Linked DNA regions of Lactuca sativa: region 1 is linked to region 2. A link is a contact called in public Hi-C data. All regions are on one chromosome and are shown on one strand. Each heading gives the region's core, a stretch centred on a gene start, on an enhancer-like site or on the middle of the called end of the contact. The rest is flanking DNA. Distances are from core to core; before and after follow the strand shown.

Evidence for each region. A called contact is a pair of places that touch in the nucleus more often than the background predicts.
Region 1: a Hi-C map of seed shows a contact between it and region 2, with 4 times the contacts expected there. The contact joins the promoter of LOC111881985 here to the promoter of LOC111881992 in region 2. A contact is called at or near these places in 2 of 4 Hi-C or Micro-C datasets (leaf and seed).

Annotation. Positions count from the first base shown.
Region 1 is chr5:64,667,057-64,672,149 of Lsat_Salinas_v11, reverse strand. It overlaps LOC111881985 (cell division control protein 2 homolog D), which reads left to right and starts at 2,717. Exons shown (of 7, transcript XR_008224263.1): 1 at 2,717-3,229; 2 at 3,610-5,093.
Region 2 is chr5:64,457,916-64,463,110 of Lsat_Salinas_v11, reverse strand. It overlaps LOC111881992 (protein NUCLEAR FUSION DEFECTIVE 5, mitochondrial), which reads left to right and starts at 2,295. Exons shown (of 3, transcript XM_023878361.2): 1 at 2,295-2,449; 2 at 2,542-3,851; 3 at 3,944-5,134. The coding sequence starts at 2,736. The coding sequence ends at 4,999.

The sequences.
Region 1 (5,093 bases), core at 1,468-3,967, 210 kb before region 2:
TATATTGTAAGTTTAATAAATATATAGATAAAGATAATATGATGAGAAGTGAGTTAGATTTAGCCGACGGATGGTTTTTAATTTTTATTTAAAGAATAAAATTTAAAGAGAAATGGTGAAAAAAAAAAAGGAAAATGGACAAAAAAAACCGACAAAGTCACGTTGAGGGTTCTCACCCACGCCCTGCAAACTTGGTCCCATCCCACAAAAACCTTCCTTCGCTTCTTTCCTTCCTTCATTTCCCTTCCTTCATTATTGCCTCTTTTCCCCCCTCACTTATTTTCTTTTTACTTTTGACACTTCTAATTATTTTTTATTTTATTTTTTACTTTTTATTTTTAAGGCTTAAAGTTCTCACACCACCCCTTGTTTTGATTCTTTTTTACAGTTTGAGGTGACCCATCATCAACTTTTATGATCTTCCATTATATATATCAAATCTAACATAAAATAAAATTCAATCATTGTAATTTATCACCAATTTATAAAAACTATAAAGATAAATTTCATGTCTGATGTTACTTAATATCACACTTAGAATTTTTTATTTCTTTTTGTTAAATTTTTCCATGCTAAATGTCAACTGATAATTGGTGAAGGTGAAGGCATCCAAGATTAATGGTTCTCACTTCTCACCCATATTTATTTATTTATATGTATATTTATATTGAGTGAAAATCATAAATGGTTAATATATATGCGTCAGCTAAGGTAAGATCGTTGTTGTTGGACCATGTGTAAAAAGATCATAACAGTATACATATATCTATGAAGACATGCATAAATCATATATGTTACTGGTTAGATGACAAAATGCCATTGTTGTAGACCATGTGTGTATTGAACTTTAGAAGACAATGTACGTATATCAATTAGGTGGCGAAAATGGGTTAGTGTAGGCCAATATGTGTGTTGTGCAGTGAGTAGCTGGCGAGATATGACTAATGTGTATGTATCTATCATACACATATATTCATCGGATAACGTTAATTATTATCTTCTAATTAAATGCATATATAACATACATATATATAAAATCATTGTATCCTTTATCATCTTTTAAATCGACAAATATGGGTCAGATGCTAATGATATGGGCCAGATCGATGCTAATGAATATCGTTAATTTTCCTTATTCATCATGTTTTTATAATAAGAGGTATATATGTTCCTAGTCCAGTTTCTTACATCGATGGGGTCTAAACGAATATGTTCATTTTAAACGTAATAGATTATGATTATAAAAAAGATTTGATCCATTAATGACATCTTATATGACATGGTATTACATTTGAAATTTTGTGTCAATCGTATTTGAATCAAGTGATTAAGTACACATCTACATATATAGATCAAACTAGGCGTGTCGAAAACAACCGAAACTCGTTCTACGCACCCGACCCGTTTCAAATTTGGATAAAATGGGTCGGATAGAACAGATAACGGGTATGAACATTCGGGTAATAGGTTAACCAGATAATAGTATAAGTCGGGTTTTAGGTATGAACATTAATTTTCGGGTATACCCGAATACCCGAATTCGTTTTTTAAAATAATACATAGTATATTTAAATATTAATATATCCCATATCCTATGTATTATATAGGGTATTGGACTATTGGTAACATGAGGCAGAAGCATGCTTGAAAAAAAATTAAAACCCTTCACTTCTTCTTGATCGACACAAACAAACACAGGCACGCTCCATATTTCTTAATCCGAATTTCGATCCTCAAAGACGCAATTCTTAGCCTCCATCTTCGTTATAGGCTGAAAATTCTCATGATGCATATTCTCACTAGCCATGTATCATGAACATACATTATACAACAGTAACAATGAAGTGGTGCAGCAGATTCTGGTTTTGAATTCAATATAACCCAATAAGAGTTATTTAATCTAATAATAAACATGATAAATTGTTGTAGTTGAGATTACAATATAATCCAAAATTAGTTGGATTCAAAATATATGTGTTAAAAATGGGGTTAATTTTCTCGAGATTCAATAGACTAGAATGATATGTGTATGCTCCTCAAAATACTCACATACTTTTGTCTTCTTTAACTTGAAATGGAATATTTTGCTACCCAATTTTTTATTAAACCAACCTAAATGCAAAAATAAAATAAAAAAGAAAAAAGAAAAAAGAAACATTTTCAGGTATATCCGATAATTATCCGAACCGGCCTAAAACCCGAATACCCGAAACCCAAAAGCCCGAATTACAATATAGGTCGGGTATCGGGTATTATTTTTTTAAGGAAATACCCGTTTTACGCGAAACCTGAAAATTTTATCCGATCGACACCCCTAAATCAGATTAGATAACAAATACCGAAGATTGTATACAACAAGAAGTCCCGAAGATCCCATTTGGAATTGAAGACTCCGAAAATCCCATTTAGATGAGGTAGAGAAGAAGACTGCAGTATGTGCATACAAATTATGTAAACCATGTGTGTATATTGATTAGGTTGCAAAAGGTGAAAATAAATGAGTAGCTAATGTGTATATCTATGACAAGAGTATGACTCAAGTAGACCATATATGTACGTATGTATGTAAAGGTCTAGACCATGTGGATTAATGTATATATATGTATCAACTCTTAAAATATATATAGTAAATGATATATATATATATATGTTATAAAATATTAATAAAATGAGTTAGATGTATGAGTATGAGTATGAGCATGAGCATGCATTAATGGGGAGCCAAAACCAAGATGCATGATTGATAATTGAGAAAGAAGTTAATGAAGGATTGGTCCACTGGTGTCTGAAATTTTGCAGAAGAGACCACTATTTACTTTCTTTCTCTTTCTCTTTCTCAATCACACAAAAACTGTGGTGTGTAGTGTGGCTTCTGCAAAATCTCTGCCACCTTCCCATGCTTTCCCCCCAAACCTAATATGTCTTTTACCTTCTTTCTTTCTTACTTTCTTTCTTTCTTTCTTTTTTCTTTTGCGTGTGTGTGATGTAATCGATGCCCTCTTTTTTACTCTCTCTCTCTCCCTCTCCCTCTCTCTCACACACTAATCACACCCCCATAAAACACACACCCTCTCTCTCTCTATGAGTCTGCACATTTCACCTTCCTCCATGTCTGTGCATTGGTACTTGGTTATTAAATCCTGCTAGCTGCTACTGTGTTACTGCTGTATGTGTGTGTGGCCATTGTACTGCATGCAGAACAACTGACAACTGGGAAACCATGACCCAGGTTTACAAGCCATCTCCCTTTCTTTCTTTCTCTCTCTTTCTTCTTCTCTCTCATCAGCAGCTAGGGTTTAGTGTTTGATCCATATTTAAAGCTAATTAATTAATGAACTTGTTTGTTTAGGGTATGTAGTGGTGGCTGTTACTGTTAACCCAAAGGTCTGATCAGGTTACCTGATCATTTGAGTTTAAGTAATATTAAATCTTTTGTTTGGATTCTACCGAATATATATGATATATGCTATCAATCGACATTAAAGGTGTATAAACTTTATCTGTTGTCTACAGGACCATGTTGACAGTTTTGTTATTTTTTTGGTTTTATCTTTTTAAGATTTGTTAACTATATATATTTGTTTTTAATTGGATTCTTTTGTTTTTCAGAACATAATTATCATCCACCGTGTAAGAAAATCGAAGGGAAATATTATTATTTCTTGAAAATCTTTTATGTTATTTAACTTATTTTCAAGGGATTTTGGGAAATAACTTGCATGAACGTAATCGGCGCCATTTCATAGTACATTTTTGCAAGCGGTTTTTTTAACCCGAACCAACCACCCCCCTCCCCTCCCCGGGTCCAAAAAAAGAATATATATATATATACATATTTTTTAAAATTGTGTATTAGACCTAAAGGCTGTAATTTCATGGTTTTATCATGGCAAAGACTATCCATCTCCACATCAATTTACCATGTTTGACACATACCAGAAACGGTGAGAGAGAGAGAGGTACGGTAGCTTCTAGTCGAGCTCCGCACTACCGCATTGGAAAATGTAGACCCGACACGGTGTTAGCAGTCTACATGGCAGTATGAGTTTATCGCACTCACACCATATCCTTAAAAGATGATGAATATAATCTCGTGATCAAAGCAGTTAAAAATGATTAAATTTAGAACATTAGTTTAAAAACCAAGTTTAATATTTACTTAAATCTAAAGTTATTTAGTTTCATATTTCATATGTTCTAAAGGTTAATGATTGGAAATGGTACAATTAACAGGGAAGGTTTAAATCACACTAGTGTCATTTAGATGTTTGTTTTTATTTTTTTAAGAATATTTTCATGATTTTTTTTGTGAAACCCATACAACACAACGTGTAGACGTTTTCTTTTGCAGACTGTTTGTTATTTAAAAAACTATAGACGGTACAGAGAACATGTAGATTATTTAAAAAACTGTAGATAGTATACAGAACATGTAGATGTTTTCTCTTACAGACTGTTTGTTATTTAAAAAACCGTAGACAATGGGGAATCTGGAAAATAAAATTAGGGTTTGTCGGTATATATATTTAAGGCATGAAACAATATATATATATATATATATATATATATATATATATATATATATATATATATATATATATATATATATATATATATATAACTTTTCAAAGAAAATTGTATAGGTAAGAAAATTAAGTGCATACATACCCTTCTTCTACATTAGATATGCCCCTTATCGCAAACCTAAAAAAGATATATGGCTCTTCTTCTTGTAGGAGACATGGACTAACCTATTTTATTTTTAAGTTTGCAACCATTTTCCTTGTAGAAAACAAAAACAAAAAACAAAATTTCATTTGTATCCTTACAAACTTTAAATATTATTTTTATATGCTTATGAATTTTAAAACAACATATATGTTCGTCTACAACTATAAAATTCACCTTTATATCCAAACTACTATTTTAATTACAATCGAACCATTTTAATATTAAACTTATCTAATATCCAAAATAGCATATGACATTACTAAACTACCTGACCAGGGTACTGTTCCTCGGGTGACCACAGTGGTTAGGGTTTTTACTTCCCGATCCTTCCATCGTCTTCGTTATCTCTACTCCAAATTTCA
Region 2 (5,195 bases), core at 1,046-3,545:
AGGTACATTTTTATTTTCTTTCGCATATAGACCATTTATGTAAAAAAAAAAAAAACATTTCAAATATGGACAATTTATGTATTTTTGTTCACAAGTGAACCATTTATATAATATATAAATTTAAATGTTAATTACTTTGTCATTAATATGATAATTTTCTAGGGAATTTTTTTTAGTATTGAAATTTGCAAAAAAAAAAAAAAAAAAAAAAATTATTAACGGCATTGTACTTTAAAAAAAATTATTTTGGAATATTTTTAGACGATATTGAAATGTTTCATGTTTTCCAACATTGAAGTTCATTTGTATGACAATGTTCTGGAAGCAAATTTCATTAATAGCGTTGAACTTTGCCAAAAAAATTCATTAATAGCATCGTATATTTAAAAATAACTTTTTTTTGGAATTCTTTAATTGCAGGTAGATTCCTTGAATGCCTACCTTGATGAACATATGTGGAGAAATCTTTTTGGAAAATGATAAAATCATGATATGACAACCCGAATAAGAAAAAGAAAAACTCAGTTTTGACTAACCCAATTATTCAAAATCTTTATTCGTTTTAGTAGCTTACACACCATTTAGATGCTCTCAAAATAGCATATGAAATAACTTCAAGATGTAATAAAGCTAAAATGTTATTTGACATGTTTTATACTTTCTAATGATCATTACCAGAAAACATTTGAAGGATTTTTTTACCAGAAAGAATGTGATCAATATACAAAACAATGTTGCATATTCATAACCTAATGTTCTTAAGTTACTGTAATAAGGTCTTCCTGTAATAGTTGATTGACCCTACCCAACTATCCTTTGCAAGTTAATGGATTTATGTTGTTCTAAATGTGTTAAAATGCTTCACTTAGGTGTTACTCAACACATGGTCTGCGGACTATCCACATCGATTTAATGATTGAGAAGAACACATCGCATCGACCAAGATCAGACCATCAACCATATTAGTGACCCCCACTGAGATTAATAATGTAATTTGAGTAATCATCCAAAACAGACAATGAACTTTGAACTGTAATAAATCTAAAATCAATTCCTAAATTGTACATCAAACTTCCAACGTTAAACCTTGAACATTTTCAATTAATGTTATCGAGTTGATATGCATTTGATTATTTAGGTATATCGTAAATTGTTTAGCTTCCCCTATTGAATTATGACGTGAATGTACAGTTTTACGTTTAACCGTAAACATGAGGCTTTAGTTTGGTTGTCTAACTAATGATTTGGATGAGACAAAAGCATTTGACGAGTGGATTCTTAAAACTAGTGAAGGTAATACTGGTGGCCCTAATGATGGTGAACTTGAAGTTGAATTTCTAGAAGATGTTGTTGTTCGCTCTACATGTGACCATATTCATTCAATTGTATCCACCATTTATCCATCATTTGAAAATCATCTTGATGATCCATCATATTTTCAAGATAAAGCTATTTTGGTACCTACAAATGAAGAATTCGATGCTACCAATGACTATATTTTAGGATTCGATGCTACCGGATTTTTTTTTTGAGGAATCAATCTACTCTTCAGTTGTGTTGAATGGTTTTAAGGCGTCTAGAATTTCCAACCATAAACTTACACTAAAAATAGATGTTCCAGTCATGTTACTTCGTAATATCGAACAAACGAAAGGACTATGCAATGGTACTAGGTTACATATTGTTAGGATTGGAAACACATCATTGAAGCTTGAATCATATATGTTAGATTCTTCAACGAGACTACTTATATACCTTGCATGAAGTTAACACCGTCTAATAAAAGAATCTCATTCCGTTTTTAGCGGAGGCAAGTCCCCATAGTTGTTTATTTTGTTATGACCATTAACAAAAGTCAATGACAATAATTATCAAATATTGGATTATACTTGCGTAGGTTCGTCTTCACTCATTGTCAGTTATATGTTTTTTGTTTCCCGTGTCACAAGTGAAAAAAGATTGAAAATACTCATATATGACAAGGGTTGTCCAACTAATAAAACAAAAAGTTATATCTACAAATAGATCATTCAACGATTATAGATATTCAAATGTTTCATTGTTTTTTTTTTTCTAGACATTTCAGTGTTACCAATAATACTAAATCTGTTTCTGTTACTTTATTTTTTTATTGTGCCAATTTTTTTATACCTTTATATATTCTCATAATCTAGTTTAAATTAATAACTCCAAATTATTTTGACAAGTTACACGATTCAATGATTAAATGGCCCTCAATTCCTTTGGGTTTTACGAGTTCAAATTAGAAAACTAAAGTATAGGGTGTTTTATGCACTCGTGTAAACCGTAGGGATAACATTTGTAAAGTTTCTATAAGATGTCGAGAAAGAAAAACCCTAGCAAAAAGCCTTCACTCGCTACACGGTGTAGTAGTAGTATCTGGACTTGACGAAAACGGAGCGTTCTGCTACTGCTTGATTGTTTTCAGGTGAAGATCTGTATTTTTATATGTAAGAATCATTTACAAATGTATGTTTTACTGATCCGTATTTGTGATTACATTTTCTAATAATTTTGCAGCTTTTGTCATTGCAAATTGGATGCACTAGGGTTTTTTTAGCTGATCGTACATGCGGCATTGATGGATATCTGATTTATTACAGTTCAGAGATGAAAGTGCAATTTTCTGGTTAAGAAAATTTCTGGATAAATCAGTTTGATTTTGATTTTTCGCTTTGTCTGTCGTTCTAAAAGAAAGATCAAGGGTTTAGAAAATGAATCTGAAGCATTTCTTATCGAGACTGACAATTAACAAGGTGTCAAGATTTAGCGGCAGAAGAACTCCATCATTGAATTACAGAGAGGTTTGCACCAGTCGTTGTATTACTCCTCTGATTTACCTTCCACAATATCATAAAGACGATTCCCGGATTGGAAACCCTAAAACGTCGATGGCGCATTCATTATTCTATAGATTTGTTCATTCTGGCCAACAAACTGTTCCGAGCAGTACCAACGCTGTGGAGACTGTTTCTGTAGACTCAGAGGACGATGATGATGTGGTAATGAATGAATTCTTATCTAGATTCGTTTGGATCATGAGAGGAAAGCTTACAGAGGTTTATACTGATGCTGATAAGAAAGAAATCGATGCAATGCTTCATATCATTGTTGAGAAGGTTGTATCAGAAATGGAGGCAGGTCGTCTAGAGTCTTTTCTTGGCTCTGAAACAGCCTCTGTGTCCCAAGATTTTAGTGAGGATTTATGGAAAACAGTGTGGGAGGTTAGCAACATTGTTGTAGAAGATATGAAGAAGGCTAAAAAGAAGGAAAAAATGAAGAGTTTTCTTCAGTCTGAAGAAGTTAAAGATATGGCAAGATTTGCTGGTGAAATAGGGATACGAGGAGACTTGCTGAGAGAGCTTAGATTCAAATGGGCTCGTGAGAAATTGGAAGATAGTGAGTTTTATGATTCATTGGAGCTTTTAAGACAAGAAGCTAAGCAACAAGAACCAGAATCAGAATCAGAAACAGAAACAACCGAATTTCATGAAGATAATATTGAGAAAGAAGATGATGCTGAGGAGATTTCTTTACCCAAAAGGAGTGGAAAGATTAAATACAAGATCTATGGCCTTGATCTTTCCAAACCCAAATGGGCAGAAGTGGCTGATCATATCCATGAAATTGGAGGATCTGTATGGCCTCAAGAACCAAAACCAATATCTGGAAAATCAAAGATTGTTACAGAGAAACTACTTTCATTACAAGTAGATGATGATCCTTCACCACTGATTACAGAATGGATAGAGCTACAACAGCCTAACAGGATTGACTGGATTGCATTGCTTAACAGATTAAAACAACAAAATGATCAACTATACTTCAAGGTACTCAAATCTTTCATTCTTCTCTCAACATGTATTTCAAAAGTTTTCAATCACTAAACTTCTGTAATCTTCTTCTTCTTCTCTTTACAAAGGTTACAGAACATTTACTCGATGAAGAATCTTTCCAAACCACCATAAGAGATTATTCACAACTAATCGAAGCCTATGCCAAGAACAACCAATTAAACAATGCAGAAAGAATCATCAAGAAAATGACCGAAAAGGGCATATCACCAGACATTTTAACAAAAACCACAATGGTCCACATGTACAGCAAAGCAGGCAATCTGAATCTTGCAAAAGAAGCTTTCGATAGCTTAAGAAGCTTAGGCTTCCAACCAGACCTCAAAGTCTACAACTCCATGATCATGGCTTACATCAACACAGGTGATCGAAAATCCAGTGAAGCTTTAATGAGAGATTTAGAGTCACAAAACTTCAAACCCTCTGAAGCCGCATTTCTTGCATTACTCAAATCCTATGCTCAAAATGGAGATCCGATCGGAGCACATAGAATCTTCACACGTATGGAATTTGCAGGATTCCCACGAAGCCTTGAATCATGCACTTATCTTGTTGAAGCCTACAGCCGAAAAGGCAACCCTGATCAAGCAAGAACACATTTTGATGACATCATCAAACTCGGTTACAAACCAGATGACAAATGCATTGCTAGAATGATTTCAGCTTACGCTAAAAAGAATCTTCTAGACAAAGGTCTGCAACTTTTGCTACAGCTTGAAAAAGAAGGAACTGAACATGGTGTCGAGACTTATTCTGTCCTCATCGATTGGTTAGGGAAGTTGCAATTGATGGAAGAAGTGGAGGGTATTTTGGGAAAGTTATCTGAGAAAGGTGTGGATCCTTCATTATCAGTTCATTTAAGTCTGTGTGATATGTATGCAAGAGGTAGAGAAGAGAAGAAGGCTCTTCAAGCACTTGGTGTCGTTGAAGCTAATAAGGAGAAGTTGAAAGCTGATGAATTTGAGAAAGTTATAAGTGGTCTTATTGCTGGTGGATTTAAGCAGGATGCTGAAAGGATACATAACATGATGAAGGAACAAGGGTTTAAAGTGTCTGAACAGTTGAGTGTGAGTTTACAAGCTGCTCAGACGTTTAATCGAAAGAGACCTTCTTTGATGAGATAGTTTTGGTAAGTCATAGATTCTTGTTTAATGAAATGTTTTGTTGGATTTTATCATTTTTAGTAATAACTTGTGATCTTGAAACTAAGATGGATGTTGACTCTGCATTATGTGGAAGAAAAAAGGGTTATTGGATCATTTGATTTGATAATATGTTGGTTTATTTATTATTATAGAAGTTGTTAGAGTTTAGCATAGA